3 separate regions of the Mus musculus genome follow, and regions 2 and 3 are each linked to region 1. The links are chromatin contacts, called in public HiChIP or PLAC-seq maps. All regions are on one chromosome and are shown on one strand. Each heading gives the region's core, a stretch centred on a gene start, on an enhancer-like site or on the middle of the called end of the contact. The rest is flanking DNA. Distances are from core to core; before and after follow the strand shown. Region 1 overlaps Babam2 (BRISC and BRCA1 A complex member 2). Region 2 overlaps Rbks (ribokinase). Region 3 overlaps Babam2 (BRISC and BRCA1 A complex member 2).

Region 1 (2,910 bases), core at 242-2,741:
AGGTGCAAGTCATAAGACTTAGCTGCAGTCCCGGGCACCATCTTGGGACTGCTGCCACACCCGCTCGTCACACTTTCCCTGCAGTTGGAGAGGCAGTAATGAGCCTGTGAAGTAGGATTCCTATAGCAGGGGACAGGAGGCAGGGGAATGTGGTGGGAATTCTCACAGGCTGGTCACAGAGCAGCCTAACAGAGTACCTGCTGCTCTTCCCTCACAGCCACTGGGACAGGCAGGGAAAACAGCGGTCCTCTTCTCCTGCAAGAGGAACTTCTGTCTATGACTGGTATAGAGAGGCCAGAGTCACAATCATCTGATCCCTGATCCCTAGAGAAGACCAGACAAGTGCCTTCCAAGTGGAGAAGGTTCTTTCAGAGAAGAAAATTGCTCCCTGCTGCAGATTGTCATAGTGTATCTACAGCTGTCTTAACATTGGAAACCATTACCACCATATAAGATTAATAGATCTGACCTATCGGTTGAGGAATAGCTAGCTAAGTGGTCATCACACCTCAGCATACCTTAGGCACCTGCCTTCCCACTAGATACCTTATGCCGGGCCCTCTCAGAGTTCTAGATGCTGAGCTGTTACCCTTCTTTGACCAATTCTCTTATTTTCTGGCCAAAAAGAATGTAGGCAGCCTGGTGTGGCTGGTGTGGTGATATCCCCAGGATTCTAGCACTTGGGGCTGAAGGCAAGAGAATCAGAAATTGAAATCCAGTTCTCTCTCTCTTCCCCTCTCTTCCTCTCTCCCTCTCTCCCTCTCTCCCTCTCTCCCTCTCTCCCTCTCTCTCCCTCTCTCCTTCTCTCTCTCCCCCTACCTTCCCCTCTCTCTCTCCTTCTCTCTCTCTCTCTGTGTTTGTGTGTGTGTGCATGTGTGTATATGCCCATGTGTCTGTCTGTCTGTCTGTCTTTATGTATGTATGTTTAAATTAAACAGAACTCTTTTCATCCAAAGTAGGAGATATCCATGGTTTCTTTACTCTGTTTTAGTTCCATTATTTTTCAGAAGACCAAGACCAAGTTATAGTCTGGATATGGAAATGACCTAGCAACCTGAACAGCACAGGGATATTTTCTCAGATGTTCCAAAGATGTTTTTATTTGTAATGATCAATTGTAATAAAACTGAGCCAACCTGAAATTGTTTATATTCATTGAAAGCAAGGAAACATTGAGACAAAATAACAGAAACCCAGAGTCTAAGATGTGATCTTGAATATTGCTGTGGGGAAAACAAAACAGCCCATTCACCAGGTTGTCGGTAACTTGAAAGTCAAGCACAGTTGTGTTTTTAGCATGTTCTGTTTCTCACCTAGAAGTTACCAGTGTAGCATTTCTAGGAAGGCACAATTGCATTCTTATCATAATGCAAGGAAATGTGGGGTGGTTGTTCTCTGATGTGGTTGAAATTGACATCACATAACTAAATGATTTATGATTTTTATTAAAAGCAGACGTAGTAGAAGAGGGAATGCTTGATGTCATCTGAGTTCTGTTAGTGGTTGAGAACAGGAAAGATATCAGGTTACACTTTAGTTCCACTGTCAGCTTTGCCCCAACCCAGACCTTGGGCAAGTTGCTTGTTTCTGTCTGTATATCTTATTTGAAATGAATGTAATACCTAGGTCAAATTGTATCTTTGAGGAAGAATGATGATAAATCTCCAGATGATAATAGTTGGTGCATTCTCTGGTTGGTTGTTTTTTTTGGTTTGGTTTGGTTTGGTTTTTGGCATATAGGGTACTTTATTAGTTAATTCTGTCCTTCAGTAATCTGGTCAACCCAGCAGCAGCTAGAAGTAGTGTAGGGTTCTCATTTGGAGACATGTTCCCTAGCTCTTTCCTTGACTCCTTGACTCCTTTATGTAGTTCAGCTCTGGTCCTATGTGGAAACTGGCTTCACCTTCTCTCAGTTTTGCTGACTCACTGTGAAAATACAAAATCCTATTCCTTTGACTGCCTGCATCACTCTCCTCTAGAAACCTTGCTAATTCCATCAGTCCAGGGCTTGTTTCCATTTCATATGTGTCCTCAGTACCTGGGTCATAATTTCTCCCTACCCTCTGCTGCTGTTCTCCATAGTTTATGACACATACGATGCTGGTTCATCATTGGTCCAGCCTGCCAGTTTCTCTCTATCTCCACGTTGGCTCTCTGCCCTCCCATTTCTGCCTACCTTCTCCTAACCCTCTTGTTTCTGAAGCCCTAGTACTCTTCTCTGCTTAGTAAGTCTCAAACCAGTGCCTCTTCCACACTTCCACATCTTGAGCCACTTCTGGACTTTAGCCTATCACTCATGATCATCTGCCTAGCAAGTCTGTACGTCAGCCCCACGCCCATAGCCCTCCTAACTGTCCACCTTGTTCACTGTGGTTGACACCACATGCTTTGCCCCTTTCTGTAATCTGACGGTTGAACATGGGAAGAAATCCTTAGAGACATACTAATTTGCTTCCCTAAAATTTGTGGTTCCCATTTTGTTTGGGACTCTTATTATGTCTGGGCTTTACAAACCTGATTCTTTAGCACATTTTCTTCAGCGACTATTAAATGTTTTCCATTTTTCCCTATATTTCCAGTTCTAACTAGAATCACTCTCCCTCTTTCTTGGAAGATTGTTTCCACTCTCCCTGAGTGATGGCTGCTCTTTGCTGCTGTGTGCTCTCGTGAGCAGAATGTTGTACATGTGCATTGTGTCCATGAGGTCTGGCTTAATTTCAAAGTAACAAGACTAATGCTTGTCTTTATCCCAGGCTTAAAAGGTAGCCATCTTTGAAATAAATGCAACTCTTCATTTGCATGCCTATATTTTATCCTTCAGTGATCTGCATTTATTGAGTACGCTGTATTGAGAAAAATTAGAAAAGGAACAGCAAAACCCCACACGCAGCCCATGACACAGATAGATAA
Region 2 (2,910 bases), core at 300-2,799, 230 kb before region 1:
CATTGCACCCGAGTGCCTGTGAGTGAGTGAGTCACACAAAGCCGAGAGGCCATGCAGTGAGGCATCTTGTGATTTTCAGTGTCTTGGAGGCCTGCAGCAACCCTGTGCCATCCTCAGGTTAAAGCTGAGGAAACTGATTCTCCTTGGTTCAAGGCATGTCAACAACTCTTCGATATTTAAAGAAAAGGCAGCGCTCACAGGCACAGTTTTCAGCGAGGTCATCTGTGTGGGACTCCAGTGACATAGCAGGACTGCCACCTCTTTATGACCTCGATTGTGCTAGGGTGTGGATGACCACTTGCATGTAATTCTGCACTACAGTGGCTCAAGTTTGCTGTGGAAACCTTACAGGGAAGGCAGACATTGCTTAGTCTTGTCTAGGGAAGGGTTTAGGAAGGACAGGCGGAGAGGCTTTCTTGACTGCCTGTGGGAAGAGCTTGTGTCAGGGATAAACACGAAGATCATGAATCTCTCCCTGTGCCCTGCATGCGATACCGTGTTGGTTACTTTTGCATCACTGTGACCAAAGAACTGAGTAAAAGAGGAGGAGAGGGTTGTTTTCCTCATTATTCCAGGGCTGGGGCAGGGGTCCGTAAGGACAAGAAAAGCACTTCATGGTAGGAGTGTGTGGCTTGACATAGCCTTCAAAGGCCTGTGCCTAGCAACTCACCTGCTGGCCTGGCTGTTTGTCCTCCAGGTCCTCTGTGCCACCCCCTGGGGGACAAGCACTCAGAATGTGAGTGTGAGGGGACCAATTGGATTCAAATCACAGCAGGTACCATTTCCTCTATGCTTGCCACAGGAGCAGAGAGTTTGAACTAGATTGCCTCAGGCAGGTGTGGGGGAAGAAGGGGACAACAGAGGAATTGTTGTTTTCAGGGGATAAAGGCTGAGAAGGACAATCAGAGACTCTTTACTGCTGAGGGAGGAACAACAACCAGGAGGGACTCAACAGGAAGGAGAAAATGCAGGAAACTGAGGAAGGTAAGAAAGATGGAGAAGATGGGAGGAAACTGGCCATGGCCAGAGCAGGCCTGGGGGTTTCAAGCAGGTACTGTCGTCCTGGGAGTGAGAGGCTGAAGTGTAACAACAGAGATCAGAAGTCACCAGAGCTGAGGCTACCTGGAAACTATGGGAGGGAGGGAGGGAGGGAGGGAGGGAGGGAGGGAGAGAGAGAGAGAGAGAGAGAGAGAGAGAGAGAGAGAGAGAGAGAGAGAGAGAGCACATGCCATTCTAAGAATGCCTCATCTTACAGGAGGGGGGTACCAGCAATGAAACAGGCTTATAAGAGTCCTAGTTTGTCAAATTCCAGATGACAGAAAATGGGTGAGTTGGAAGGAATGACAGATATTAAATGTGGTTGGGAAAATCCCCAAGGTAAAACACTTGCTGGGCAGCACCGCAGCTCCCGGGTGATCTTGCGAGAGTGATGTCAGCCCTGAGGCTTCATCTGTTAGGAATCTGAACCCACATGGCATGATTCAGAGGCCAAACTGCCCGAGCCACCCGAACAGAGCCCCCACATTCCTCCTGGATGTCTTCACACATTCCATCTGACAAGTAGATACCACTTGCTTTTCTTTTCAAGGCCTCTCCCTCCATAGAGCTATTCAGAGCCCACACTGCAGGCTGAATTCCTTAGTCTGCTTGTGGTTTCAGAAATGGCTGAAACATGATGACACACCATTTCTTTTTCAAGGATTTGACTAGGGGCTCAGGAGAGAGCAGATGTAAATTGTCAGGGTCCCCACTACCTTCTACATGGTGCTGGGGGCCAGATTTGCTCTAGAGCACTCGGGTCAGCCCTGCTCTCTGCATTTGGTTCGGAATGGAATTGCCTTCCAGGGATCATTTTAGGGAGCTGCCTCAGTTGCTCTAGGCTGGCCTGGCAGTCAGGCCTACCCTCCTCTGGCACTGATGTCTAAGCATACACTTCTGCCTCCTTCCCCTGTCCAGGAGCTGAGGCATGAGAACCTGATTGGGTTTAGGCATCCCAAACTTCAGGGACACCATGCAGAAGGACCTTTTAATCTCTCTTCAGTCTCTTTGTTACCTCAGTCATCTTTTAGGGATGGTGAGTGGGTTGCCTTCTCACTTGTATTGAAGCCTCTCTGCCATTTGAAAAACTCACAACTGAGATGTTTTCTCAAGTGGAACCATGCACAAATGGGGTGGGGTCAGACAGATCCAAAACCCCCATTTGACTGATGTACTGGTTGTGTGATCTCTGGCAGGTTGTTCAGCTTTTCTGCATCTATTTACCTGTATGATGGGACTGTTGTAGCTACTAATTCAGACAATGTCAGGGGGTCCAGGAGAGCCTGGCAGAATGGGTGTTCAACACAGCAGGGCAGACTACATGGTATATCAGAGGCCATTTCTTTTACATGTAGTAGAAACTCATGACCTAGATGAGTGGGGGCAGACAAGGTTCCAGGAACAGAAGGGGTCACCATCATAGGGACTCCATCCTTTGAGAGTTAGAGCAAGGTTGATTTTCTGTTCCCAGCTCAGAGGAGAAGAGTCAGAGGGCTTGGAAGGGGTAGAAGCTAGTATCCTAGAGCCCCTGATTATGCAGGCCAGGATGTAAAGAGCTCCAGCAGTGGCCATCAGAATTTCCCCGGAACTTTGACCTTCACTCCGCTGTGGGCTAGGTGAGGTTCTCCATGAACCCTTTAGTGAGTTCATGAGAATCTGAAAGGAAATAAACCTTGAGACCTGTGATTCATGTAATTTATGTCAAATAGCCCAAAGAGTTGTTTGTGAGCTTTGAAACCTGGGGCTGAGAACATAGCAGAACAGGCTAGGACATGCCCGGGCAGGCCTGTCGTTACATGTCCTGACTGGCCTAGTGCCTCCCTATCTCCCGCCCTTCTGACAGTCTGTTAATGTTTAAATGGACCAATCATG
Region 3 (2,910 bases), core at 192-2,691, 150 kb after region 1:
TTCTGTACATGAGGCCAATAATATAGAAATCAAGAGAGCTTTTGAAGGTGTAAGTAAAGCCCAGAAGCCTGTAATCGCTACAAGGGCCCGATCTGGGCTGCTTTTGTCCAGCTGCGTGCTTCCTAGTACAGCCCAGGGGAGTTCCTGGATGGGGTCACAGTCAATACCACTAAGAGTAAAGCCATCCTCTCAGCTGCCTCTGCCCTGAGCACAGTGCTGTATGCCCTTGCTGCAGAAGCAGGGTGCCCTATGGCATAATCTAGCAGGCACAAAAAAGTTGGCTGCCAGGTAATTCAGTAACCCCCAAGCTGTGATGTTTCTCAAAAGTGACTTACTTTTTTGGGTCCAAATCCCACTTTTAGGTATATTAATGAATGTACTTGAAGAGATCAGACTTGGTAAAGTGACTGAGGGTGGGAACCACAATGATATGTATTAGAAATTGTTTTAAACCAGAGCTGTACTTCACAATGTTTATGTAGGATTGGCATATTTACTTCTCATGTGAGAGATTCTTAGTTTTATATAATCATTTGTAATATTAATAACTATGAGAGCAACAGGAACTAGTTGATTATTAGCAAGAAATAAAACCTGTCTATTCCTTCTATTGTTCAGAGTGCTAAAATATGTGGAAAAACAGAAGGGGAAAACAAGCCTCCTTGTTATCATGGGACTCCTGGGCCTTTTAACTAACTCACACATTTTGATTGGTCTTAACCCAGGACTTGTGTGAAGCTAATGGTGGAGACAGGCAGTTCTCAGCTACACATGCAACATGCCTTCCTCCCCGGGTTCCCAGCTCAGAGCTCTGGCCCCGAGCAACCACCATCACTACTTTGACTCAAATTGAAACTTCCTTCTTCTTTGGAGTTCACTTTCTAAAAGCCTATTTGCAACTTCTGGCTCTAGGTTGAAAATTTCATTCACAAACCTTCCTGGGTAATATTCCCTTGTGAATTCTTAGACTTCAATAACACCTTTTTAGAGAACCAAAGGGATGTCTTTTGAGGAGGGGGCTGTGAGTCAGACCTACAGTCAATGTAGATTCGTGTTCTCTGTGCCCCCTTGAACCTGTGGCACAGTTCTCCTTCATGGTAACTAGTGGAGTAAAGTAATCTTGAAAGTGAATTTTTCTGATCAGAGTTCCTGAAAAGTTTCAGTCATTTTTGACCCCAAAATGTACTAGGCTGCTTTCCAATTAACAAGTTGTAACCAACGTAGGCCTCCTGCTTAGAAAGAAAGCCACATTCACAATAACTTATGGTATTGATCTCCTTGAGTGAAATGATTTTTGCATAGTTAGCATTAAAAAGGTACCATTGATGACTTACAGGCAATCTTTGGTGCAGAACTGTGGCTGTTGACAATAATAGTCATCTCTATAACAGAAACTCTGGGTATGCTGTGCCCCAGATGCGCTGATCAGTACTTTGTTTATCTCATGATTATTAATCCACCTAGCACCCTTCTATGAGTCATTACTAGTTTTACCCTGTGTAGCAAAAGACCATACTGTGGCACAGTAAAATTCAGTGACAGCTAGGACTTCAATCTCGGAACTGAGCCATGGCTTCATTATGACACTGCTCCAGATAATCCACTGGTAATGTCCCCAGGTATGTGTGACAACTTTCAAACTCCTTCAGAATTTCATGACAAATCTGGAAGCCCCAACATCAGGAGCAGAATGTCAATGTCAAGCCCCACAAATAGACATGACCTCTCCCTTCTGAGGAGTGAGTGGACTTCTCCAGAGGTGACATTCCTAGTGGTGGCAGTTGTGATCTCTTCCTGAGAAACATAAATATACAAGCTGGAGATAAAAATTCACTCTGACCATAGAAAGAACAAACTATATGGTTTAATGAAAGAATTAATGAGCAACTGAGTGTCCGAAACTCAGCATAGACAGTGAATGTGGCTAATGGTTCATCACACAGAGTTCAGAGGGACCTGCAAGATCCCATAATCGCCCAGGCCCAGGAGGTGATACAGATGTGGGAGTGGCCCTGGTCTAGGACAAGGGGCAGGAGTTGAACTGTGGCCAAGTGTGTGCTCCTTTACGCACTCACCATTGGTTATTCGCTAAGTACGGTGCAAGCAGTTCTGTGTGGTGGACGTACTGTGAGCACCTAGGACTCCTTACAAACAAGAGCATTGAGCCAGCAAGATGGCTCAGCAGATGAAAAGGTTCTTTGCCACTAAGTCTAATCCCCTATACTTGATCTCTACATGGTAAAAGGACAGAACTGACCCCAAAAGTTCTCCTCTGACCTCTACGTGTGTGCCCCCTCCAAATATTGCATGTAATCAAAAATTAAAATAAAAAAACACTGCAAGGCCTAGTGGTACCAGCTTATATTCCAGCTACATCAGGAGTCTGAGGCTGGAAGGACCCACAAGTCCATGCTAAGGATCCGGTACAATGTACATTCAAGACCAACCTGAGTCCCATCTCAAAATGTAAAAAGTAAGCTGTCTGTATAGCTTATGGTAGAACACTTGCCAAGCACATGCAAGAACGTGAGATCACGCCCCAGTGCACGAGCAATAGAGAAAGTAACAAGCACAGGTGAAAGCAGAAGTCGCCCAGGCTCCTTGTGTGTGCAACACCTGCACTGCAGCTTTGTCTCTTGTCTCTTCTCCCAAACCTCCTTGTCATTTGCTTTTAGAATTCTCTGGAGTATTTTGAAGCAAGTGTAAACCACATCTCTTGTATCGTCTATGAATACTTCCGTATGCATCTGTGTGTATCTCTAACAGTGGTGATTTCTAAGGAATGCATCCTACATTCTTATAGCTAATTCTTTAACGTCAGGTAATTCTCAGTCTGCCTATAAGCTTCCCTGTTGGTCTCAGATATGCCTTCTTCTTTGCAAGGTTTATTCTTGTGCATGAGATTGTGTG

What was found. HiChIP or PLAC-seq counts read pairs in DNA pulled down with a chosen protein or histone mark.
Region 2: an H3K27ac HiChIP or PLAC-seq map of the NIH/3T3 cell line shows a contact between it and region 1, with 3 times the contacts expected there. The contact joins two enhancer-like sites. A contact is called at or near these places in 6 of 484 Hi-C or Micro-C datasets (embryonic fibroblasts, muscle stem cells and uterus), 6 of 115 datasets of contacts at active chromatin or transcription factors (the NIH/3T3 cell line, embryonic stem cells, fibro-adipogenic progenitors and 1 more) and 2 of 9 other capture datasets (adipose tissue and pancreatic islet).
Region 3: a BATF HiChIP or PLAC-seq map of CD8 T cells shows a contact between it and region 1, with 5 read pairs. The contact joins two enhancer-like sites. A contact is called at or near these places in 2 of 39 promoter capture datasets (3T3-L1-derived adipocytes and cranial neural crest), 1 of 484 Hi-C or Micro-C datasets (nephron progenitors) and 2 of 115 datasets of contacts at active chromatin or transcription factors (CD8 T cells and embryonic stem cells).

The regions. Positions count from the first base shown.
Region 1 is chr5:31,859,135-31,862,044 of GRCm38.p6, forward strand. All of the region lies in intron 6 of Babam2 (BRISC and BRCA1 A complex member 2), which reads left to right. Among named protein-coding and RNA genes, the nearest start is that of Gm52770, 140 kb to the right of the region's middle. Within about 2 kb of position 1,492, at least 60 of the 459 cell types and tissues checked have an H3K27ac peak or open chromatin away from gene starts, as enhancers often do. A contact at or near this core is called in CD8 T cells, the NIH/3T3 cell line, embryonic fibroblasts and 1 more, where this site is marked.
Region 2 is chr5:31,628,737-31,631,646 of GRCm38.p6, forward strand. All of the region lies in intron 7 of Rbks (ribokinase), which reads right to left. All of the region lies in intron 2 of Gm38424 (a long non-coding RNA gene), which reads left to right. Among named protein-coding and RNA genes, the nearest start is that of Mrpl33, 16 kb to the left of the region's middle. Within about 2 kb of position 1,550, at least 145 of the 459 cell types and tissues checked have an H3K27ac peak or open chromatin away from gene starts, as enhancers often do. A contact at or near this core is called in the NIH/3T3 cell line, embryonic fibroblasts and muscle stem cells, where this site is marked.
Region 3 is chr5:32,012,435-32,015,344 of GRCm38.p6, forward strand. All of the region lies in intron 10 of Babam2 (BRISC and BRCA1 A complex member 2), which reads left to right. Among named protein-coding and RNA genes, the nearest start is that of Gm52770, 15 kb to the left of the region's middle. Within about 2 kb of position 1,442, at least 7 of the 459 cell types and tissues checked have an H3K27ac peak or open chromatin away from gene starts, as enhancers often do. A contact at or near this core is called in CD8 T cells, where this site is marked.